Regions from separate parts of the Mus musculus genome. Here region 1 is linked to region 2. A link is a contact called in public HiChIP or PLAC-seq data. All regions are on one chromosome and are shown on one strand. The core of a region is the stretch at or near the end of the contact, and the rest is flanking DNA. Distances in the headings are between cores, read along the strand shown.

Region 1 (5,461 bases), core at 2,301-4,800, 250 kb after region 2:
AGGGATTGTTTTCACACATCAAAACTTGTGGAAATGGAAAGGAATGTTGGGATGACATATTTATTTGAAAGTAAGGCTGAGTTAATGCCTCTAAGTCATGGCTATCTTGTCTTCCATGTAAGGACGACACATTTTATAGATATAATGGGAAATTCAATGGGGCAGATGAAAAAGATGTGCATAATATTTGACTAATTCATTTTTAAATATAATTTGTTTGTATTTAACTTTCATGACCTTAACTAGTATATGAGAAGTAGAGGAATTTGGACACTCTCAAGTACTAACAGGTACAAATGTAATTCATCTAGCAAACAAATGGCATGAAATTATTATGACTTCCTAGATATTCTTCTAAAATTAGATATTATACCATTGTCCTATAATTGTGTTGCCTCCAGCCATATTTTCATATAAGCCCCATTAACTCCTATTGCTTATATATAGTCACTTGAAAACTTAGTTTTATGGGAGGGGGAATATTTTTAAATGATGTCAAGTGTAGTTATACTTTACATTTTGGGTCCTGCTATGGATGTGAAAACCAAGTGATAGAAGAAGCAATTAATTCAGGAGTCAGCTTGAGGGTCCTCACATTGATAGAAGTGACACCAAAGATATACTGCATGGTTTCCAAGAAAGAGTGGAGATGTAACCAAACCATCAAAGAATACTGAAGGTCCCTTTTTATGAGTGCTTCATAGCCTCAGTAATAGTGTCAGGCCTTGGGACCCCTTGAGCTGGATCCCACTTTGGACCCGTCGCTGGAACCTTCTTTTCTGCAGGCTGCTCTTCATTTCCATCTCTGTAATTTTTTCAGACAGGAACAATTATGGGTCAGAGTTTAGACTGTGGGATCACAACCCCATCCCTCACTTGATGCCTTGTCTTCCTGCTGGAGGAGGCACCTATCATGACTGCCCTCTGAAAGACCCAGCAAGCAGCTGAAAGAATTAGATGCAGATATTTGCACCTAACCAATGGACAGAAGCAGCTGACCCCTGTTGTTGAATTAGGAAAGGCTGAAAGACACTGAAGAGAAGGGTGATACTAAAGGAGGACCTTCTCAATTAACCTGGACTGCGGAGATTTCTCAGACACTGGAGTACCAACCAGGCAGCATACACCAGCTGATATGAGGCCCCCAACACACATACAGCAGAGGACTTCTGTGTTTGTGTTCATTCAGAAATGATGCACCTAACCCTCAAGAAACTGGAGGAACTCGGGGAGTTTAGAGGTCAGGTGAGCGGGGGCATTCACGTGGAGACAGGTGGGTAGGGAGGAGGTATGGGATGTGGAACAGTCAGAGGGTAGATTGAGGGGGGGATAAAGTATGGAGTGTAAAAAAATAAATTAATTAAAAAAAAGAAATGTTGTCGGAAATAAAAAACACATTGGACTGAAAAAAAAAAGACTACTGAAGGTTTTCAGAGAGAGGCTGGTACCTTTATTTATTTCTTCATGACATTCCTGTATTTGTCCTGATAAGACTACTATAAAAAAGACTCTCATTTTCAAGGTGGTTTCAACCCTAGAAGTTTGTTTTATCATTTGTTGGAGATAGAAGCTCTTGAAGAGACACTCATCATGGTTTTTTGTATCTAGTAAAACCTTGACCCTTGCAGCTTCAGATCTTCAGAGGGGCTTCCCCCATCAAAGCTTGTTACCCTTCTCTGTAACTCAGTCTCCTTTTACTGGGAGTACTCCAGCCAGATTTCATTACAGTCTACCTCCATAGATTCATTTTAGTTGACCATTTTAAAAGTCCTGTCTCCCAATGTGGTCACATTCTGAGGTGCTGAGGCTGGGATTCACCATATGGGTATCTGAGTGGGAAGTTGCATGCTAAATCATAGCAATCCTCACCTCTTAAAATAAAATGGCAATGCAGAACAGGGCAAGCTCTATACTCCAGAGAAAATGTCCCTCCTCCTTGGAACAAACTCTCTTTCTGGCCCTCTTATTATTATAACACAGATTCTCTTTCCACATCTCCCCATCACAGTGTTGTGCATGCTTTCACACACCACCACCCACTGCAGGGGCATTTGTCTTCAATCTGGCCACAACCATTGGACTTTGGTTAGTCCCATTAGTTTAGAACATTATTTCAAATCCTATATTCTACCAAATGTTTATTTCTGCATTCATTCCTCTAGAATTTTAGTAGATGTAAGTCTAGTCTTGATTTTAATGCCTTGCATACAAAGATGCTAAACATGCTGTGTTGATGCATTAAGACTTAATGATATTAATAAATTCATTAGAGCTTTCCATCAATGTTGTTGGTGTTTTCCTTAATCTGTTTAACTTTCTTCAAGCATGACGTGACATTAAAATCTCTAATAACTCACATTTTACTTTTAGTGACTTCCCTATTTATCATTTTTAGGGATATTCAAGAATATTTCTTGGGTGTTTGTTAAATAGAATAAGATAGAGGAAGAGTGACTGATCAAAAGAGGAAGAGGTTTAAAAATTAATAATGAGTTTATGCTCAGATGATTCATTAATCTTTGACAACTAACTTATGTCGAGACACCACCTTAACCTGTAGGTGCATATTATCTTAAGCTAGGAAAATGTCCTTCATACAAATCAACCACATGCTGAACTATGGGTGAGTTTCAATAAATTCCAAAAGATTGGTAGCATATAACTCATGTTTACCAGTTACAAAAAATCAAGTCAGATATAGATAGTAAAAACGGAAAAAAGAACAATCTATTTGGAAATTAAAGAACACGGTTAAGTAAAATGAGAAAGAGGCAAATTCCTAAAGTAGATACCAGAAAACACTTAAAATTGGATTATTATATATAATATACATAACAAAGTATGTATATGTATATACATGTGTATATGTACATGATATATACATATACATCATATACACATACATATATATATATATATATATATGTATATATACATGCTGTGTGATATAGGCTAAAGCAATTTTAGGACACAACTTATAACTATTAAAAATACCAAAACTTGAAAGTTAATTAGCTAAATATAAAAATGGCAAAAGACTAATGCCAAATTTAGTAAAAAGGCAAAAGAATTAAATTTACATAGTTAATTAGTGAAAGAAAATAAGATACAATATCAGCAAACTTAATAAGATTTGAAAATGATAATTAAGCTGGTGGAACTGTGGAAAGCAGATAACAAAGTATCACAGTTGAACAAAGTTAAGGCTAAAGCCCTCTGACTCCGAAGATGCTGCCTGCTGAGATTAGATGAGAAATGGAAACTGATTGAATTTGAAAGGCCTATGAGTGTTTCACTGGTGACTTCACACAGCAAGGCCCATAGAAACCCCTTCCCACTTGGCAAAGACCTGTGAATGAATTCTATGTTCTTCTTCGGACTCATTCAAGGAGTGAAACCCTCCTCTCCTCTCTCTAACCCTACTCATCCTCCAGATGTGACAGTTAATCCTGGGTAATTTGGGAAACATACTTATGTCCCTAGAGGCACAGCTACAGTCACACTGAGTAAGCTGGTCACAGTGTGGAGAACAACGGTCCTGGCTCACATAACTGTTTCAGGAAGCTGGGTCTGATCAACAGCGACCTATAAAATGGGGAAGTTGTATCTGATCAACAGAGACTTAATCAGGAATTAGTGGATGCATATCAGGAAAAGTTGCTTGGTACATGAACATGTCTCTGCCTGCAGTGATAAAAGGTATTGTGACAGAGAACTGCTATTGTGACTGGGGGTGGGGGAAACTAATGTTAAATTTTAGTTGCAGAGTATGGTTGAGGGTATTTGTGTGACTGACCCAGAGGGAGAGGGAAAGGAGGAAGGGGGCTTTTGTAATGATAAGGCTTATGTATACTGACATTATGATTCTTTAAATAAAATAGCCAATTATTTCACTGCTCAGGTGAGTAGGCTTGAGATTGTATAAATAACAATAGTTCAAGATATTTTGGGCAACTGGATTGATAGTCAACAGGTGGTCAATGTCTTTAGTCTTTCCAATATGTCTGTCCTCAGGTTCCAGACCCCTGCTAAAGCACTGGTCACAGGCAATGGAATACCTGACCATACAGAACGTTACAGTTTTTCAGAACATCAGAGAAAACTAGAAAAAAACAACTTCATAAGCACTATAAAATCAAAAGAGAAAAAATTCTGGAAGATGTCATAATTAATAAATTTAACTCCAAAATGAAAAAAAAAAAGTCTAATCTCAAATAAGTTCTTCCAGGGTATAAAAAGCGATGGGGCTGAGCAAACACAACAGCTGTCAGGGACGGATCATATGGAAGAAAAGTCACTGATTTTACTTATGGGCATTCAGTGAGGCAAAATATTTGAAACCAAATCTATTTATATTTAAAACAGACAGTGCATTGTGACCTAGTTAAGTTTATCTCAGTATGACATAATTGGCAGTTGTGTTATTTTTCCTTGGGAAGTGAAACACAACATCTATTCACCACAGATAAAGCAGGCTTTGAGAGGACAAACAAAAGATGCTCTCCCAGCCCAGGTTTTGAGCCTTTACTGGGCTCATTGGTGCATGGACGGTTCAGAAAAGCTGCTCCATCTGGAAGTCCCTCTTGGGACTTACCAGCAGCCATAGTACAGAGAAAATCTCTCTGCTGCCAATGGGGAAGGAGTGTCCATTGAGAATCCATACCAGGAAAATAGAAGACCATTGATGAAGGATGTGCTAGAATTTCTATTTTATGTCCTGAACATAATAAGAGGCGAGAGCAGCAAAATGAGCAATATTCTTACTTTTAAGTGGAACCCCTGATTTTGCTCAAGAGGTTTGAACAAAAAAAGTGATACAAACCCCACAAATTAGTGTTAGAGAATAACCATTAAAGGAGTTGGAGCGTAAGAGTGATGTGCAAATACATCTTTACTGGTCTTAGGGAAAATGGATGATGCTATTTCTTGGAAAGCAATGAAAGGATGCTTAGTTCTTGCATCTTGCTCTGAGATACAAAGTAGAAGACAAGAAGATGGGATCTTGGAATGGAATTATTCATCCTTTATTGTGTCCTGTGTGGAGTTCTAACAGTTTGCTATTGTTGTTCTGATTTGTTTCCCCTCAGGGTGGGCTAAAAGAAGAAGGAATTTACGGATGTTTCTATTATTTGACAACTCAGCCAGCAGGCTGGTCTTTGAACTCCTCCACATCCATCTCCACACACATTAAATTTATCTTGAGCAGGCTTTGGCTCTAAACTCAGAACAGATGGGAAATGGTGCTGTTTAAGAAAAGCAAAAATGACGGAATCTCATCTTCGTATGAATGTTCTTTATTAAGAGAATTTATTGTGTTAACACTGTGCTGTGGCATCCAGATCCAAGGACAAATACTGCTGGCCCACGTAAGGCCAGAAGAGGACTATCAAAACTTTCATTTGGAGAGTCGGAGATAGTAATAAAATGAAATATAGATGTAGAATCTGGAAAGGGGGAGAAT
Region 2 (6,402 bases), core at 1,945-4,444:
GGTTTGGTTGTTTCTTTGTATAGTTCTTTTTTTTTTTCCACTTGGTTGACTTCAGCCCTAAGTTTGATTATTTCCTGCCATCTGTTCCTCTTGGGTGTATTTGCTTCTTTTTATTCTAGCACTTTCAGGTGTGCTGCTAAACTGCTAGTGTATGCTCTCTCCAGTTTCTTTTTGGAGGCACTCAGACCTATGAGTTTTCCTTTTAGTACTGCTTTCATTGTATCCTACAAGTTTGGGTATGTTATAACTTCATTTTCATTACATTCTAAAAAGTTTTTAATTTCTTTCTTAATTTCTTTCTTGATCAAGTTATCATTGACTAGAGTGTTGTTCAGCTTCCATGTGTATGTGGGCTTTCTGTTGTTTTTGTTGCTATTGAAAACCAGCCTTAATCCATAGTGATCTTATAGGAGGCATGGGATTATTTCAGTCTTCTTATGTGTGTTCAGGTCTGTTTTGTGACCAATTATATGGTCAGTTTTTGAAAAGGTAACATCAGGTGCTTAAAAAAAGGTATATTCTTTTGATTTAGGATGAAATATTCTATAGATATCTGTTAAATCCATTTGTTCCATAACTTCTGTTAGTTTCACTGTGTCTCTGTTTAGTTTGTGTTTACCTGATCTGTCAATTTATGAGAGTAGGGTTTTGAAATCTCCCACTATTGTTGTGTGAGGTACAATGTGTGCTTTGAGCTTTAGTAAAGTTTTTTTATAAATGTGGGTGCCCTTGTATGTGGAGCATAGATGTTCAGAACTGAGAGTTCTTCTTAGCAGATTTTTCCTTTGATGAGTATGACTTTTTTTTGATGACTTTTGGTTAAAAGTCAACTTTATCCAATATTAGAATGGCTACTCCAGCTTGTTTCTTGAGACCAGTTGCTTGGAAAATTGTGTTCCAGCACTTTAGTTTGAGGTAAAGTGTTTGTCTTTAACACTGAGGTGCATTTCCTATATGCAGCAGAATGTTGGGTCCTGTTTACATATCCAGTCTGTTAGTCTATGTCTTTTTATTGGGGAATTGAGTCCATTAATGTTAAAAGATATTAAGAAATAGTGATTGTTGATTCCTGTTAATTTTATGTTTGTGTGGCTATCTTCTTTTGGGTTTGGTGAAAGAAGATTACTTTTTTGCTTTTTCTAGGGTGTAGTTTGCCACCTTGTATTGGCATTTTCTGCGTATTATCTTTTGTAGTGCTAGATTTATGGAAAGATATTATGTAAATTTGTTTTTGTCATGAAATGTCTTGGTTTCTCTATCTACGGTAATTGAGAATTTTGATGGGTATAGTATTCTGGGATGGCATTTGTGTTCTCTGAGGGTCTGTATGAGATCAGCCCAGGATCTTCTAGCTTTCATAGTCTCTGGTGAGAAGTCTGGTGCAATTTCGATAGGTCTGCCTTTATGTGTTACTTGACATTTTTCCCTTACTGCTTTTAATATTATTTCTTTGTTTTGTGCATTTGGTATTTTAACTATTATGTGATGGGAGAAATTTCTTCTCTAGTCCAATCTATTTGGAGTTCTATAAGCTTCTTGTATGTTTATGTGTATCTCTTTCTTTAGGTTAGGGAAGTTTTCTTCTATAATTTTGTTGAAGATATCTATTTGCCCTTCAAGTTGGGACTCTTCACTCTCTTCTATATCTATTATCCTTAGGTTTGGTCTTATTATTGTGTCTTGGATTTCCTGGATGTTTTGGGTTAGGAGCTTTTTGCATTTTCTTTGACTATTGTGTAAGTGTTTTCTATGGTATCTTCTACACTTAAGATTTTCTCTTCTATCTTTTGTATTTTGTTGGTGATGCTTGCATCTATGACTCCCGATCTCTTTCCTAGGTTTTCTAACTCCAGTGTTAGCCCCCTTTGTGATTTCCTTATTGTTTCTATTTCCAGTTTTAGATCCTGGATGGTTTTGTTTAGTTCCTTCACCTATTTAGTTGTGTTTTTCTGTAAACCTTTAAGGGATTTTTGTGTTTTTTCTTCGGCTTCCATTTCTTTACCTGTGTTCTCCTTTATTTCTTTAAGGGAGTTATTTATGTCCTTCTTAAAGTCCTCTATCATCATCATCATAAAATATGATTTTAAATCAGAGTCTTGATGTTCTGGTGTGTTGGGGCATCCAGGGCTCAATGAGGTGAGAGAACTTGTTTCTGATGATGCCATGTGCCCCTTGGTTTCTGTTGCTTATATTCTTGCCTTTGCCTCTTGCATTTTGGTTATCTCTGGTGTTAGATGATTTTGCTGTCTCTGACTGTGGCTTGTCCCTCCTACAAGCCTGTGTGCCAGTACTTCTGGGAGACCAGTTCTCTCCAGGAGGTTTTGGTACGGAGCACTTTGGCACAGGATCAGCTGCTGGCACAAATGGAAACCGGAAGGATTTTGTCCCAGGCTGCTCCTCAGATCCTGTGTCTTGAGGGCCCTGGGCAGGTCCCTCTGAGCAGAAGTGGTGGTCTTACCTGTTATCACAGGCATGTCTGCACTCCTGGGAGACCAGCTCTTTCCCATAGGGATTTGGGTATGGAGCACTGTGGCACATGATCAGCTCTGGGCACAGACAGAAACCACAAGGCTCTTCTTTTTGTATTTCTAAAAAAATGTTATTGAGTACAACAATGTATTATACATGTACATTTACAGGTTTTTAAATGTTCATTATTTATTTATTTATTTATTTATTTATTTAGACTAGTTTTGTTCTGATGTCTACTTTACCCAATGCAAATATAACTAGTCTGACTAAGTTTTGGTTTCTATTTTCTGGATATATTGACTTTATTATTAAAAATAAAAAAAAACTCTGTCAATGTGTGCTTTTGACATTGAGGAATGTGTTTTTTTTCTCTAAACAATAAATAGTTGGATTTTATTTTTAATTCAATCAGGTAGTCTGTTCTTTATGTATAACTGAAGAATTAGGACTTCATATATAGGATTTTTATTGAGAGTAATTTTCTGATTTCTGTATTTTTTTTGTTAGTTCTTTTCTTGATTGCTGCAGATTGAATGATAATCATGCCCCTTTGGATCCTGCGTTTGAACATTAGTTCCCAGTTGATGATGTGATTTGAGAAGGCTATGGACGCTTTGGGATATAGTGTCTTGGGGAAAGAAGTATGTTATTGGGAGTTGGCTTTGAAGTTTTATAGACTAGTCCCCAATTCCTGTTTTTTGTCTCTGCTTCCTGACTGCAGAGTCCCCACTTCCTGTTTTCTATCTCTGCTTCTTGTTTGTGGAGAACCTGCCAGCAGTCTGCTTCTTGACTCCCATGCTGGTCTCAGGGTCTTTTTACCATACTTTCTCTATCGATTTTTTTTCTTAGCATCCTTTCTGGAATGGAATTTATTCTTTCCTATGTTCATGTAATGAAAAAAATGTTTCTTTCTCTTCTTTATGTAGGATTCAATTATTTATTTATTTTTTCTGCAATGCTAGCTTGATGATTGTGAATTGCATTAATCTGTGCTTATTTTTGAAATATGTTTATTTCACCATTGATTTTAAAGATAATTTTGCTCAGCAGTTATTTAGTTTCAGGATATGAAACCTTGGGTTTTAGGTCTTTTGCTAAGAGGTTTGAAGTTACTCTGATGAATTGACATTGTAAATTATTTCACATTTTTTTCTTGGAGTCTTTAATATTGTTTCTTTGTTTTATAGTTTTGGCAAGATGAGTGTAATGTGCTGTGAAGAGGATTTTCTCTGGAGATGTCTATTTGAGATTATAAATACCTCTTGGCCTTAAATGCCCATGAATTTCCCCTAGGTTTGGGAAACTTTCTGCTATAATTTCATTAAATAGATTTTCTATGACACTAAAAATAAATCTTAGTTGCATCTTCTACACCACAGAATCTCAACATTTATAATTATAAGATCATTTCACAATTCTTAGAACTAGGGTTTTTCTTTATTGCTTTCTAAAAGGAGTCTTCTGTTAGCCTTGTCTTCCATCCCAATATTCTAGCTTCTGTCTGTCTACTGGAAATACTTCTCAATGTGTTTTTATTTGATTAGCTGAGGTTTTCATTTCCAACATTTCTCTTTGATTTTTTTCTAACAAATCCTTTCCTCTTTCTTCCTTCCTTCCTTCCTTCCTTCCTTTCTTTCTTTCTTTCTTTCTTTCTTTCTTTCTTTCTTTCTTTCTTTCTTTCTTTCTTTCTTTCTTTCCTTTCTCTCTCCCCCTCTCTCTCTCTTTCTCTCTCTCTCCCTCCCTCCCTCCCTCTTTCTCTCTTTCTCTCTCCCTCCCTCCCTCCCTTCCTTCCTTCCTTCCTTCCTCTCTCCCCCAACCCCCGGATTTTTTATCCTTGTTCCCAAGTTTCTCTTCTGCAATTTTGCTTACTTCCCTACATCCTTGGTTTATTTTATTCTCATTCTTTTTTTAGTTCATTCATCTGGTTGTTTGATTTCTTTGAAATCACTGATCATTTTTAGAAGTAAGACTTTAGAGTCAGTAATTGGACAAGATTTGTTGTACATACCATGTTGTCTTTTATTTTCATCTTTCTTGTTTTCCTGTGTTGCACTACATGCATCTGTTGTTTTGGATACCTTTTCCTTCTTTATTTGAGGCTATTCCTAGTGTAGACACTACTCTTGTTGGCTCATTCATGAAGGGAAAAGCACAAAGAGCCAAAAAAAAAAAAGATGAAGTGTTGGAGCAGCTTGTTTCTGGGTTTTCTATAATTGGAGTCTGCCAGGTGGAGGTGGGGGAGGAAAGTTGAAACTGGTGTCTTGTGTTTCTATTTAAGATGTCGTTGAACCAGATTCTGTGAAGCGCCCAGTTGTTCCTTGGGATTTTTTTTCCTTCTAGAAGCTGTCTTCTTGTTGTATCCTGATACTTTGCTGACCACACTTAACTGTGCAGTCTGTGGGTTGGGGAGGCTCTCTTACACTCTCAAGATTTCTCACCTTGTATTCTTTGGGGTGGCTAATGCTGTAGTCTGGAGTTTCCCCTGAGTATATTTGTAATAGGGGGAGCCAATACAATATGGAGATCTATATAGGCTGCCTCATTCTTTAAAGACCTAAGTAACATAAAATGCAACTGTAGGAATGAGACTTTGAGAGACAGTTTTGCTGTCGATTAAGTAATTGTTTCCTTTTCCAGAAAGTTTCCCCTTTAATGCTTCATAATCATTTATGATTCTTATTTTAGATTGTCTTAATATTGGTAGATGTGACCATTCTGTATACAACTGACATAGTACTACTGGTAGATCCAGCAGTACCTCTCCTGGGCATGCACCCAGAAGATGTTCCAACTGGTAAGAAGGACACATGCTCCACTATGTTCATAGCAGCCTTATTTATAATAGCCAGAAGCTGGAAAGAACCCAGATGTCCCTCAAAATGTCGCAATTTACACAATGGAGTACTACTCAGCTAATAAAAACAACGAATTTATGAAATTCTTGGGCAAATGAATGTATCTGGAGGATATCATCCTGAATGAGGTAACCTAATCACAAAAAAAGTCACTTGATATGCACTCACAGATAAGTGGATATTAGCCCAGAAACCTAGAATACCCAAGATACAACTTCCAAAACACAGGAAAATCAAGAAGGAAGACCAACTCGTGGATACTTCATTCCTCCCTAGAATAGGGAATAAAATATCCATGGAAGGAGTTTCTTTAACTTTTTATTGAGACTCAATTACAAGGAAAGAAAAGAATATATAATTTTTGTTGGTGGTGTTTTGTTTGTTTTTTAGAGCAAGAATCATTTTAGCCAAGGGACTGTAAAATGCAACAATTACCTAAGCTCTTTATTGTTAGAACTGGTAGGAAAGGCCATTACCTGAATTTGGATTTTAAAATAGTCTCAATTCATCTCGTGATTTAATTTGGTCTATTTATTCAACTTCTTATGTTTTTAATCTATTCAATTAAAATAGCATTCCTTCCATTGCATGAGCTTAATGAAGCTAAATAATAAATGGTAAGTAAATTAATTCATATGCAGAGCTGAGGACAGTGTTGGAAATGTAGGAAACTCTCATTAAATATTAAGCATTATTTTTATTATTTTAAATACACTGGGTCATCGAGAACTGTTTGCTCCTTTTTTTATTATTAAAAATCACATTCTTGTATTTATCAAAAGGATTATTTGTGCAATCAACATTTCATTTTCTGGTGTTCCTCATCTTTTCCTTTTGTTATAATCCTTGCTAGAGGTAACTTTTAATGAACTAATAAGTTGGCCTTTCAAACGTGGGGAGGACAAAATTTAGCCCAGTGTTTCTTAAACTTTAAAATTCACAAGGATCATTTGAGGATTTTGTCTTTTTTTTGTTTTGTTTTGTTTTTGTTTTTGTTTTTAAGGTGGATTCTGATCTGTGTGTTAAGATGGGAAAGATTTTGGCTTTCAGTTTGAGAAGTTTCAGCACACACTTC

What was found. HiChIP or PLAC-seq counts read pairs in DNA pulled down with a chosen protein or histone mark.
Region 1: a RAD21 HiChIP or PLAC-seq map of pro-B cells shows a contact between it and region 2, with 2.4 times the contacts expected there. The contact joins two enhancer-like sites. A contact is called at or near these places in 1 of 15 datasets of contacts at CTCF or cohesin (pro-B cells), 1 of 484 Hi-C or Micro-C datasets (bone marrow-derived macrophages) and 1 of 115 datasets of contacts at active chromatin or transcription factors (large pre-B cells).

What each region holds. Positions count from the first base shown.
Region 1 is chr16:65,374,916-65,380,376 of GRCm38.p6, forward strand. No RefSeq gene overlaps it. Among named protein-coding and RNA genes, the nearest start is that of Pou1f1, 140 kb to the right of the region's middle. Within about 2 kb of position 3,551, at least 19 of the 459 cell types and tissues checked have an H3K27ac peak or open chromatin away from gene starts, as enhancers often do. A contact at or near this core is called in pro-B cells, where this site is marked.
Region 2 is chr16:65,124,872-65,131,273 of GRCm38.p6, forward strand. No RefSeq gene overlaps it. Among named protein-coding and RNA genes, the nearest start is that of Htr1f, 22 kb to the left of the region's middle. Within about 2 kb of position 3,195, at least 10 of the 459 cell types and tissues checked have an H3K27ac peak or open chromatin away from gene starts, as enhancers often do. A contact at or near this core is called in pro-B cells, where this site is marked.